Linked DNA regions of Mus musculus: region 2 is linked to region 1. The links are chromatin contacts, called in public Hi-C maps. All regions are on one chromosome and are shown on one strand. Each heading gives the region's core, a stretch centred on a gene start, on an enhancer-like site or on the middle of the called end of the contact. The rest is flanking DNA. Distances are from core to core; before and after follow the strand shown.

Evidence for each region. Hi-C and Micro-C count contacts between places; a contact is called where the count stands out from the background.
Region 2: a Hi-C map of liver shows a contact between it and region 1, with 6 times the contacts expected there. The contact joins two enhancer-like sites. A contact is called at or near these places in 1 of 39 promoter capture datasets (liver), 12 of 484 Hi-C or Micro-C datasets (cerebellum, cortical neurons, liver and 2 more) and 3 of 115 datasets of contacts at active chromatin or transcription factors (heart atrium, hepatocytes and liver).

The regions. Positions count from the first base shown.
Region 1 is chr12:71,365,774-71,372,466 of GRCm38.p6, reverse strand. No RefSeq gene overlaps it. Among named protein-coding and RNA genes, the nearest start is that of Gm40438, 14 kb to the right of the region's middle. Within about 2 kb of position 4,011, at least 10 of the 459 cell types and tissues checked have an H3K27ac peak or open chromatin away from gene starts, as enhancers often do. A contact at or near this core is called in hepatocytes and liver, where this site is marked.
Region 2 is chr12:71,443,833-71,450,808 of GRCm38.p6, reverse strand. No RefSeq gene overlaps it. Among named protein-coding and RNA genes, the nearest start is that of 1700083H02Rik, 63 kb to the right of the region's middle. Within about 2 kb of position 4,043, at least 25 of the 459 cell types and tissues checked have an H3K27ac peak or open chromatin away from gene starts, as enhancers often do. A contact at or near this core is called in hepatocytes and liver, where this site is marked.

The DNA of each region.
Region 1 (6,693 bases), core at 2,762-5,261:
GGCTCGGAAAAAAAGTTGGCTTAGTCTCCTTCCTTGTATGAACTCAACACAAGAGACAGTCAGGTGTTTACTCTAAGGAAGTAATTCCAAAAGCCAAGGGTTCCCCAATTGGATTCGAGCGGAGAGGCAGGGCCCTGTGTGGAATGCCGAGTGAATCTCTGAAAACATTAACAAGGAAAAGGAGGGAGACGGAAGGAATGCTTTCAGCCAAGAGGCATCAGATGTTGGAGTTGGTAGAGATTCAGCTGATCTGTTTTCTGTTCCCTGCTCTCCCCCCCCCGCCCCGCCCCCTGAGTGCTTCCAATTCTGGAGCCTTATGGGGTCTGCAGCATGCTCTGCTCACACTGGAATCACTGTTCTGCACTGTGTGAAGTCAGCTTCTGTGCATTCATCTGCCTCCACCTTCCTGGTGCCTCTGATATTCCTTACATATGTTTGGCCTCACTGGCAATCTTTTATTTGGGGTATGTGTGCTAGTTTGAACAGGAATGCCCCCCCACAGATTCATGTGTATGGATGCTTTGCCCAAGAGTGAGTGGCATCATTAGGAGGTGTGGCCTTTTGGGAGAAGGTGTGACCTTGCTGGAGGCAATGTGTCACTGTGGGGATAGGCTTTGAGGTTTTATACGCTCAAGCTATGCCCAGGATAGGACACAGTCTCCTGCTGCCTGCAGATTAGGATATAGAACTCTCAATTCCCTTTCCAGCACCTGGAGCTGCCATGCTTCCACCATGATGATAATGGACTGAATCTCTGAACTGTGAGCCAGCCCTAATTCAATGTTTGCCTTTATAAGAGTTGCCATGGTCACTGTGTTACTTCACAGCAATAGAAACCCCAACTAAGATAGCACCGGTGGGTGTTGGGGGAGGGGAGTCAGGGTTGTTGGTTTCATTGCCTACTTTTTTTTTTTTTAATCGTAAGTTCTCCCTAGATAGCTCAAGCTGGCCTCGAACACACTATGTGGCCTTTGTTGGCATCAAACTTGCAACAATCTTTCTGTGTCTACCTGCCAAGGACTATAGGTATATATTGACACACCAGGCTCAGGGTTACACTTTTTAAATTGCTACTAATCATCTCATCTCATTGGACTTTCTAGAGAAATAGAACATAAATATATGTGTAAGTCTCGCCTATATTTAACCAGTCTTCTTTGAATTAATTTTTTGTAGCATTACATACAACTTGTAACATTGTTATAGAAAGTTTAAATTGGCATTGTTAAGACAAATATGAACATAAATGGCCTAAAGGAAATATACTAACAAAATCTTTTATAATTTTTTGAAACTTACCCTAAGTGCCATAAAATTATTAGAAAGAAATAAAATAAAATAATCTCTTTTAAATTCAGGGAAAAACAGCAATGGAAGATGGAGGGAGAGAGTCTTATACTACAATTTGATCTAAAATTCCCTTCTAATCCATCTTTATAAACATTATATGAAAACCCATTTCTGAATTTTATTGACTATATTGCAGAATACAATGTAGTAGAATTAGCTTAGAATTCCACTTTTTTACAACCTTATTGGGAGGAAAAGGAAGGTCTCTTTAAAGTGACTCCCCTGACTTTAAATAAGAAATATAGCTGTCTCACTGTCCTTCCTTCTTCTTTTCTGTCCCTTTCAGATGTTCAAGATATCAAAGTGAGCTTCTCTAGTGCAAAATTCCAGATATCCATAAGTCTTCTGGGAAGAGCTGTGTTCAACTGCACACATAACACTGGAGACAAAAATCTGTGTTGTCGCCATGGTGGCCATGAAGGGCATCTTGAGAATACACTTCTTACTCTTGGTGAGTGTGATGAGGTGAAGAAAGGAAAGTGGGAATTGAGAAAGAAAAAGAAAAGTACACCCAGCAGCCATGATCTGATGGTGGAAGTCAGAGCAAAAGAGATGGCAGGTCACTTTATTTTAAAGATACCCAGGTATGACGGTTTGGATGAGAGGCACCCCCACCCTACCCCCAGCTTTTACAGACCTGAATTCCATCCCCAGCATCTACATGAAATAGCCCCAGCCCTAGGGCTATAGGACACCTCCAGCCTGACAGCCTAACGTGTGCACACAGCCCACACATGTGCAAACATAGAATTAAAGGTAAAAAATTAAATAAATAAATCGTTATAAAAAGAAAAGGGAAAGAGTCTTTCTGATATCAAAGCCAGGCACGAAGCCACCACTGGCACACATTTCTTGGAAAGGGACCACAACTTATCAAGCCTCCTGTCTTGTCGATGTTTGTTGATGAGAGCCTTTGACAGGAGTCAATCTGGCTGGTAGTTTTTTGTTTTTTGTTTTTTGTTTTTCCCTTCCTTTGAAAACTCAAGTTGCTTTAGCTGCTGAAAGTTCTTCGTCAGAGTAAGCTGTGTCTTGAAGCCAAAGCCTGGCCCTTCGAGCATCCTTTCACCGAGTCCCACTTGACCCTTTCCTAACAGCAGGGTTGCCAGACCAGTGAGTATTTGATGAGGAGTGAGTCAGCAACCTGAGAGAGATCAAGGTCTGCTATAAAACCCCAAAGAAAAAGGATTTGTTTACTGACCATATGTCAGGCACTATTTCAGTCACGCTGTCAAATAACCTCGAGTCTTATGACAATCTTAGGAGGCAGGTAATAGTACCCTTATTTCCTAGGTCTAAAAGAACCCAGATCAAATTCCTTTAGCAGTTAAGTGCAGAGGGACTGGAATACTACCCAATCTACAAACTGGATTTCACTTGAGTTATGTGTTTAAAGATCTTCAGCCTCACTTCTTGGAAGGGTTATACGTGGACAAAAAAGAAATTATAGAATCCTACAAGCTCAGAACTTGATGAAGGGTGAAAGGTCACGATGCAATTTCTCTCTAGTTAAAGATAAGGAGACAGACTCACAGAGGTTAAATGATTTGCCCAAATTACACGGCTCTAGCTGTGCAAATTGTGAAAATCTTTCCTGATTGAAGAATTGGGGATTGAGATGTGTTTAATTGGAGATGAGATACCTCAAAGAGCAAAAGCCCTTTCATTTCTTTCAAATATTTGAGGCTGTAAAACGCCCAGGTGAGAATATCTAAGATAACCCAGGGATTCAAAGCACCATATGGCTTTAAGAAAGATTTCCTACCAATCACAATGGCCCCTAACTGTTTTTATCTCAGAGTTAAAGCTGCAGCAAAGCCCTGAGCAGCAGGAGGTCGCAGTAGAATCTGTTTTACCAAAGCTGGGGCTCCCTCAGTGACTCCACAAGTTATCAGGGACGATGACCAACAAGAAGGAGAAAGAGGGGAGGAGAAAGAGATGTGTCCACTTAAACTAGCAAACAAGCAGAGTCCCAATCACATCTCCATTAGCTCGGGGACGATTTTCCATGGGAGCTAACACTTGTTTGCTCTTCTTGTCTGAGAATCAGAAATCCAAACAGACCAAAGCTACCCAGCAAGAACTCAGACTTCACCGTCAAGCAAACAGCCAGCCTCATTTTTACTTTACAGGCAAAAGGAAACATTTAATAGACTTTCAAATGCAAAAATTCTAGGTTAGCAAAGGCTTTTTGGAAACTGAAAAAGTGAAGGACATTTACGCATTGGCTTTTGTGAACTCAAATACCAAGGTCCAGATAGTTATGTAAGTAACAGTACTGGCAAGGACCGGGGAGGCGCAGAGAGAGAATGTTTTTATCTATTTAGTTTCAGCTCATGCAAAGTTTGGACAGGAATAATGCCTGAAAGAAGAATAAACATGGTCCATGGTTGCTTTCCCTCCAGGCGGGATGCACTTGCTCTCTCAGAGCACCCAGGTAGGCATACATTTGATTGTGGTGTCTGCCTTCTAACTCTGGAGGTTTATGGATCCAAGCTAAAATGAAAACATGAGAAATTGACAGTTTAATTCATATTACACAGCCAAAATGCTCTTGTCAGTGACCTCAGAGGAGGAAAAAAAAAAGGATGGTTCTCAGAACAGGGCAGGATTCTATCTGAACAGAAGGTGCAGTGTTTGGATGTGAAATCACACACACACCCCGCTCCAGGCTCAGAAGTTGAACATTTAGTCCCTAGCTGGGGGCACTGTTCAGAGGAGATTGTAGGACCTTTGGAGGGCAAATGCGGGGAGGAGAGCTCTAGAAGGAGAAACTGAGTTGCTGTGAGGTGAGACCTGAGTGGGATAGGCCATCACCGTGTCAGGTCAGCATCTGCGGTTCCAGATCCACGGAGGCAGGCAGCCTCACTGTCCCACTGCTGACCATCTTATCGTAGCAATAGAAAGGACGACTGCTCCTGAGGAGCACCACGCTTCATAGAAGACACAGTCAACCAAACCCAGACTTGATTCACACACCTAGGAATACAGCTTTGACTGTTTGTCAACTGAGGCACAAGAGATGCGGCCATCTGTGCTTGTCTGAGATGCTTCAAATACTAATGTTATCTCCCTGGGGCTCAAGCTAATCTACTTAATAGATCCTCAGTTGGACAGGAACTAAAAAGTCCAGTAAATGGGGAGGAAAGAAGGAAGGAGGGAGGGAGGGAGGGAGGGAGGGAGGGAGGGAGGGAGGGAGGGAGGGAGGGAGGGAGGGAGACAGTATAGACTGATACCAGTGTTGCTCACATGTTCTGAAGCATGCCTGTGCATACTATACCATAACAGCATTACCTCATGACTAGCTAGCATGTGCCAAGGTTTTCATGATTATTAATCACTACTCATTTTTATGAATATATTGCCTAGATATATGTCTTTATGCCACATATGTGCCTGGTACCCATGGAGACCAGAAGGAGGCATTGGAGCCTCTGGAAGTGGAGTTAAGAGACACGGGGCACTGGGAACTGAACCCACGTCCAGCTTTTGTTCTGATGGAGTGTAAAACTACATGCTTTCTTGGCTTATTAACCACAAATTACACACCTAAAACATGTCAGAATGGGAGAAAAGAGGGCAGGGCTCTACAGATCCCTGCCTTAGCATCAGGGCACCATGGCTTACACGAGGCCTGAGAAACAGCATAGCACTGACCCTGGGCTCCACCAGACCCATCAGATGCCTGCTCTGTAGGAGAAGATTGCACAGTCTTTTGTCCTTCGTTTCTTTGATTGCTGCTTTTCAGTGTCCTTCTGGGGATCACACTGGACCATTTTGGATCAGGTGATGATTTCAAAGCCTGTCTCCTGCCCAGCCAATCACTAGCTCTGGTCCTTCCTTAAAGCCCTGAAATTTTGTAGATTTCTAGCTATTGAAAGCGACACACACACACACACAATCACACAATCACACAATTTGCAGAGAAGAAAGGAGAAGCAGTTGCCCAAGGAGTCATGAGTTGAGCTAAGTTTTGACCTCTCTGGGCACCATCTGTAGTGCAGAGTCAATGGTGAGCCTAAACCCCCAGTTTTCCACTCAAAGCTTGGGGTGTAGTTACTGAGAAACTGAAGTTTCTAGCATTTACACAAAACTGGCAGCACAGAATAGACTTCCTGCCCCTGAGATGCTGACCAGATACCCATAAAAATTCAGGAAAAGAGTTGTTTTATTTCCTGGAAACTGAGACAGCAGCCCTATCTATACCCATCTCTAAGCCCTTCCAAATCCCCTAAACCGGGTGAGAGGCTGCCCAGAGTGGGGGCGGGAAGCAAGGGCCTTTCCTTGGGAAGTACCCCAGGATGCATTAACAGCTCCACGCCTTTAGTCCCAGCACTCGGGAGGCAGAGGCAGGTGGATTTCTGAGTTCAAGGCCAGCCTGGTCTACAGAGTGAGTTCCAGGACAACCAGGGCTAACACAGAGAAACCCTGTCTCGGAAAAACAAAAACAAAAACAAAAAACAAAAACAAAAACAAAGAAAAAAACAGCTTCCCTCCTGAGCCCTGCTCCCTCCACAACCAACACCATGTGCACCACTCAAGGCCAAGGGATGAATATTTGGACATTTGTTTCCCAGTGTATGCTGGGATTGTTTCTCAGCCAGGCCTCCCACCCTTCAGGGGACCTGCAAGCTTACAGCGGGAACCCTCTGTCCCTACTGCTATTGTGAGTGTTGGCTCCCATTAAGAGGGAGTGGTGCCCGGCTGAGGCTTTGGCTGCTGCACAGGAGGCTCCTCTGCCAGTTGTCTGGTTTCTGTTTTGAGGCACTAAGGGTGTTAATGCTCTTTGGTCTCCTGTCGTGGTAAGTCTCCCCATGATGCCTGAGCGTGCTTGGCAAAAGCTGCCAGAGAAGCAAAACTGTTTCTTTCCCAGTTGTGCTGGCGCCTGTGCTGAGACGGCTCTGAAATTGGACAGATTTATCTGTGTCAAAACCTATTCAGAAGCCAACAAATAGCACCTGAGTCTTAGTCTTTCCTCCTATTCTGAGCCCTGGCTGCTTCTCACATTCATATCTCTTATAATGCCTTCATTCTAGGCTGCCTGGTTTCATATCTTGGTATGTCTTATCTTGTCTCATATAAGCTTCTGGGGAGAATGTGACATAATCTTAAATATAGTAAGTGAACAATAAATGTTTAAATGAATTAAAGAAATCTTAAAGCAACATATATTTTCAGTCTGGATGCTGTCAGTTATGACTGCATGGGAAATAAATGGGTCCTATTTACACTGTAGCCCAGAGAAGACTTCATGGAAAACACCCCTGGCTGTCAGTCAGAGACACCATGGCTGCTCCTGACCCTAGACCATCCCATAGGTAGAAATAAGCCTTGACATCTACATCA
Region 2 (6,976 bases), core at 2,794-5,293, 78 kb before region 1:
TTCATCCAGCCTGGCCTTGACCTAGCCAAAGACCTAGGGTGGACCCTTGCCCTCCGGCCCGCTTTTACCTTTCTAGATGGGCTAACCTGTGCTCAGCAGAAAAAAAACATAAAGCCTGCGGTTCCCGTTTCCCCCACCTTTCTATGCAGCACTAATTGTTAGGTGGTGTGGCGTGAGTGGGAGGCTTTGCCCTGACATCAGACGGACAAGGCTGGCCATGTGGCTTTGGTGGCTTGTCTCACTGGTTTGTTGGTTGGGTGGGTGGGTGGGTGGATGGTTTCTAGACCTCCTAGCTCTAAGCTCCAGTCCTTGCTGGACTTAAATAACTTAATGCACATAAGCGAGCTGTTGGTACCCAGTAAGCACTTAATAAATAAATAATAAAAGTTAGCTATTATACTAGCTTCTTGCTCTTATTGGTTCCCTGCCCACAGTGAGCGCTCATTGCTAATGACCTTGCCAACACTGCTGCACAAGAGAGCCAAGGGCAGCGTTGTTTGGGAATGAAGAATTTCCTCCTTGTGTTCTCAAGCCGTGGCCAGGCTTGTTTCTGAGAAGTCCCCTTGCCCTCTGAACTCTGGGGTGCTTTAACCAAAGCATCAAGATGTGGCTTTCTTCAAACTCCAATGCAAATGATTAAAACATTTTTTTTTCTCATCCATGGCTAAGTAACAATTAGAAACAACCAGTAGAAAAGCAAGATGTCCTCGCAGCCAAACTGATTCATTTTCACTTCTTATTTTTGGATTAAAAGCTACCAGCATGCTCCGGGGATTTACAGAAGCAGTCAACAAAATGTGTTATAAACACCCTCTTCACAGAAGCCCCCAGACGTGGTCTGTAAAGTTTCTCCCTCTGATAATCCTCTTCATGCCAGTTTTGAATAATCTTGGAGACAGCCTGACACAGAAAATATTTTCCCATCCTCCCACGGCGGGCAGATGGTGGGCTAGGGTGGAGATGCGCCTGGGATCTTTGACATGAGTCCGTGTTACTTATTTGAAGACTTATTACAGATGCAACGACAATTTGATCACAAGATACTGGAGTCATGAGGAGGACACACAGTGACCAAAACATGGCTTGTGTGCTCAGGAAATCTGAACTTGATGCAAAGAAACATACAAAAAACTCTTCTTATATGAATTTTAAATGAGCAAACTGTGTGAGATTTGCTTTTTGCTTGCTCTCCCAGAGCAGACTCATCTCAGTGTCTTCTCTTCCCTGCCAATGGGCTCTTCTTCCTTCAGCAACTGTTTCTTGCTTTTTTCAGTTGCTGGATCTTGCACCAAAACACTGCTTTGCATTCCTTTGTTCGTGCTGTTTACCAGCATCCCAGAGGGACTGAATGTTATGTGTGTGTAGAAAGGAAATGGTTTGCACATTGGGGATGGGCAGATTGTATATAGCAAGGTTATGTCATTTCCAGAGAGTTCTATATCTTCAGCTTTGACGTGCCATAAAATAAGACAGGTCAACTCAAAGTTCCTTACCTAACCCACACATCTCCCCGGGGCCTCTGAGAAGCATCTGAGCTATCAGTTTGGCTTCACGTTATCTTAGCATATGAATGAAGCTGAAGAGGACACTCCCAGGTGCCCCTCAACTCATTAAGAGCTCATCATGAGTCTAGCAGTCCCAGCTTAGCTACCCATGAGCCTTTGAAAGGATGCAAGTGGGCTGAGATGAGGGTGGGAAGAAAGAAGAGAGGAAGACAACAGAGGGGTGCTGCCAGCATTAGGATCCTCCAAATATCCAAGGACCTTAAGAAACAAGTAATGCATGAAGAGAACAGAAAGGAGAGAGAGAGAGAGCCAACTCAGGGCCTGGGGCTGCACTGTGACCTCCCTTTGTAGAGGATGCTGTCTTGCCTCCCAATTACACTGACCCATAAGAACCAGCTCAAGTGTAATTAGCCCTGGTCCCAGGGCTGTGTGTACCCTAATGGGCAGTGATATTTTCTGGACAAGATAACCTTTACCTTCCATAGGAATTCATGCATTGGTGACAAGACACAAAGATGTCAGAGCTATGTGCAACAATATGGAGCCCCTAGATAAGAAGGCCTTAGAAAACTAAGGTCATCTTAGACTAGGTTAGCAGTGGGAAACACACCCATATAAACAAGATGAACACCACCAGATCTTACAATTAGTTTGAACCGAGTAAAGTAAAGGAAGGCATTGAAGCTGCATCCTGTGGTCTGCAGTTTGGCAAGTGGGGCATGTTAGTTATGCTAGTGCAGCCGTAGCGTGAAGAAGAGTGAAGGATCAGTTATGATATATTAAATTTGAGAAACCTAACAGGTATCCAAGTGATGGTATATTGCTCATTACATAAATGTGGATCTCAGAGAATGATCTTGCTCCAAATCCGTCTTCCAAATTAGTGTTCAAACTAGATGGTGACAGTGAGGGAGAGGGTACAGGGGCACCAAGGCCTGAGGACCATGTTCTCTGAATACAGAGTCCTAACAAAAAGCCAACATGTCCACAGTGAAATATCTGGAGCCAGACTATGCTCAATTTCACTTTTCATTTTAGTAAGTACTCACTCTATGGGTTGGATTACACTCATTGTCAAGCATGTAAAGTACTGCGTAAGGGTTACAGCCCCTGACCTCACAGAACTTAGACCATGAAATAAAACAGAGTAACAATTCTTTAAACACTGAAATAGCATAGGATCTGCAGTCATGCAGGCCTAGAGTCCTGAATCGGCTACTCTTGAGCAGTGAAATGTGAACAGGTCTCTTAGCTTGTCTGTGCTTCTGGGTCTTTATCTGTAAGTGGATTGTGATTCCTTTTTACTTCACAGATGCAAAATTTAAGGAAGCAGTACGTAGAACAGTCTGTAATATAAATACTTTATAGGTGTTAGTGGGGGTCATGGGTGTGATGGAAATCAGTGGAGGGTCTGTTGATAGACAAAAGTTAACAAGTTCTGATGCAGTCCCTTTGCCATCTTGCCCTGTCACTTTTCCAGACAATTATGTCATCCCAAGGCAGGAGGAGCTGGGCAGGGGCACAAACACTGTGACAGAAAGGTGAAGTGCAAGCGAGGGCTGCTGGGGAGATCTGTGTGAGAACCTGAGATAGTCTCAGGATATGTTCCTGAGCCTGCCTCTCCTCTCCATCTGTACTTACCTGCTATGCCACAACACACACACCATATGTAATAGTAATCTTATTTTCCAGATAATTCTTTGCCAATCTGTGGAAATTGCACTTTCAAGATGATGATGACCACAGGAGCTAGAAATGCCTGCTTTGGTTAACCGGCCATTGTCTCTTCATAATTCCTTCTCAACCTTGACCTTGTGGGAGGTAGACTTGTCCGACACAAAGCTAGCGCAAGTGCAGTTCAAGAGCACCCTTGCTTCAGAGAGGCCTCTGGGCTCCTCTGGGCTCTGAAAACATCCCCTTACTATTTCTCAAGTTTGATCAGAAGCAGAGACCCCAGCTCCTGCAGCTAGTGTCAACGAGCATGCGAACATGCTTAGAGTCTGCTTTCTTATTGCTTCCTGGGTCGTAACCTCTGAACGATTCTCCCGCCACTCATTCTTTTCCCTTTGCCTTTCCTGCTGTGTCTCTGTTCCAGAAGGAAACTCGAGTCATGGTTGTTCATGGTTATTCTGAGAACCGAGGAGGATCAGCGGTGAGAGACTGAAGATCTGGCTCGGTTTGAGTGAGCTAAACTGCAGTGATTGGTAGTGCAATCTCACCTTTGCCCTGCAGTCCGCTTGGCCCCATTTCTAACTCTTGGAAGAGGGCTGAGTTTCTGAAGAGAAAACAACTTGCATAGCACAAACAGGAGACATGTCTGATATGGTTAAGAAAGGGCACAATTCCAAGCCACCCACCACACACATACAGAGAGACAGACAGACAGACAGAGACAGAGACAGATAGAGACAGAGACAGAGATTGATTTAGCTGCTTTGGGGTAAGAGAAATTTTAGGAAATTGGGAAAAATCAACAAGACAAGTTATCTGATTTGGGATTTCTAACCCCAGGGCGGAAACAGAAAGCTTGTTTCTGTGAGTCTGATTTGACAGCACTGCTGTTGGATGCTGTGTGGAATCTGTACTAGATCATCAGTGCTTCATGGGAAATTCCAGTTGACTTGGAGAAAAATGTGTTTTAAACTCCAAATGACAGAAGGGTCATTTTTCAGTGATGAACTCCTGACTCTTGGGACAGGGTCATCATTGCCGCTTTGAATATGAAATTTTACTGGGAACAAATATTTTTCAAAAGGCTTTCTTGTTGTTCCGAGTTCTATCACTTAAAGACATCCGGAAAGGATCTCTGTTGCAACCATATAAACAAATACCCACTTTATTTATCTTTGGGTTTCCTGGGAACTGAATAATGTGCACATGCTAGAAAAACAAATCAATGAAACAATTCGATGAAGGCAGAGGGAGGACCCAGCACAGAGACTCCTGTGCGCATGGGATTGAGGAGTATTCTTGGCACGACTAAAGGATCCTTGTCACAGAGGGAGCCAACATCTCAGCTGCTCTAAAGAATGTGAGGGAAGGGCAGGGCAGAAGTAGGCTGCCTGCTCAGCTCCAGCACAGACAACTCTCTTGTACTCACACGCTGTCTGTTCTCTTTGAGCTCACTTTGTCGTGAGTGCAGGTGCCCATTGCTGTCTCTCACCTGCACCTGTGCCCACTGCCACCTCTCACCTGCACCTGTGCCCATTGCTGTCTCTCACCTGCACCTGTGCCCACTGCCACCTCTCACCTGCACCTGTGCCCACTGCCACCTCTCACCTGCACCTGTGCCCATTGCTGTCTCTCACCTGCACCTGTGCCCACTGCCACCTCTCACCTGCACCTGTGCCCATTGCTGTCTCTCACCTGCACCTGTGCCCATTGCCACCTCTCACCTGCACCTGTGCCCACTGCCACCTCTCACCTGCACCTGTGTCCACTGCCACCTCTCACCTGCACCTGTGCCCACTGCCACCTCTCACCTGCACCTGTGCCCATTGCCACCTCTCACCTGCACCTGTGCCCATTGCCACCTCTCACCTGCACCTGTGCCCACTGCCACCTCTCACCTGCACCTGTGCCCACTGCCACCTCTCACCTGCACCTGTGCCCATTGCCACCTCTCACCTGCACCTGTGCCCACTGCCACCTCTCACCTGCACCTGTGCCCACTGCCACCTCTCATCACACCTATGCTGGTTGCCTGCTCCTTTGATTGACCTCCAGGCAATCACCCATATCCTGGCAGAGGACTAGGCTTTCAGATCCCTTCTCAGCCACATAAAGACACACCTTCTGTGGCTGTATTGTCTTCCTCTGAATTTCATTGTTTTCCCCCATGCTTCTAGATAATTTCCACATTTTTTTTACTCTCTGTCTCTTTCAAAAAGAGTGTCTCATGATCCCAAATCTCCCAGTAACAACATCAGTCTGTCCCTTTATTACAAGGAAACTACCACAAACACGTATTACACAAAGTTTCCCTTTTGATACATAGGGTGTTGAGTGAATGGTTTAGGAATATAACCTGGACATAAAGGTAAGACATTGGGGTTGAAGAAGTAAAGTTGTCAGTCATTGGCATATAAATACCATCTTAAGCCAGGGTGATAAATGAAATCACCCCAGAGTATAGATAGGAGAAGAGTCCACTTAATCTCTAGTCACACCCTCCCAAACTGCTTAGGAAAATGTTTCCAGCTATTGGCCAAACACAATGCTCATTTCTAAGTCTTTATCAGACCAAATTCATTAGAAGTAAATAAATTTATTCTTTTTTTTTTTTTGAAACTGTCTTGATTCTGTTTTCCAGGAAGATATTAGAAGCCATTCTTTCGGGCTGGTGAGATGACTCAGTGGGTAAGAGCACCCGACTGCTCTTCCAAAGGTCCAGAGTTCAAATCCCAGCAACCACATGGTGGCTCACAACCATCCGTAACGAGATCTGACTCCCTCTTCTGGAGTGTCTGAAGACAGCTACAGTGTACTTACATATAATGAATAAATAAATCTTAAAAAAAAAAAAAAAAAAAAAAGAAGCCATTCTTTCTCAGTCTCCCCTGACCCTTGAATATGGGAAGACCCCAGACTTCACATCTGTTCTCTGGGTAATTTCATTTATTACCCTGGCTTAAAATAGTATCCGTACGCTGATGGCTCAAACATTTATTTCTGTAACCCCAGTGTCTTCCCTTAATGCCCAGCTCAGGTTACTAACTATCAAATTGAACCTCCGTTTTTCTACATAGAACCAGTCCTTGTTCAGTTGTCTGCTTAGCAGTAAATAGCTTTTCCATTTTACCCAGCTGCCAGAGCCAAAAGCCTTTAAGTAATCTTTCATATCAATCCATCACCAAGTACCATAAACCCTGCTGTCCAGACGGATTCAAAATTTGACATCTTCACAGCACATCCACCATTGCCAACAGTATCCCTGTACTCGATAAGCAGTTCATCTGGATTGGAAAACCTCGAGTTCCTTAAAGCCCTACCTCTGCAGCTGACTTTTAACGCATCTTCCCTCTGCTCTTGTATGTGTCCCCTGCAGTCTATTATTACAGACTGTACTGGCTGGTTTTATGTCCACTTGATACAAGCTAGACTCATCAGAGAGGAAAGACACTCAACTGAGAAAGTATTTCCGTAAGATCCAGCTATAAGACATTTTCTTAATTAGTTGTCAGTGAGGACCCAGCCAATTGTGGGCAGTGCCATCCCTGGGCTGATCATGCTGGGTTCTATAAGAAAGCAGGCTGAGCAAGCCATGGTGGAGCAAGCCAGTAAGCAGCACCACCCCTCCATGACCTCTACATCAGCTCCTGCCTCCAGGTTCCTGCCTTGCTTGAGTTCCTGCAAGCTGACTTTCTTTGACTTCCTCTGACCAATGTAAACCCTTTCCTCTCCAACTTGCTTTTTGGTCATGGTGTTTCATTGCAGCAATAGAAACCCTAACTAAGACACAGACTAATAAT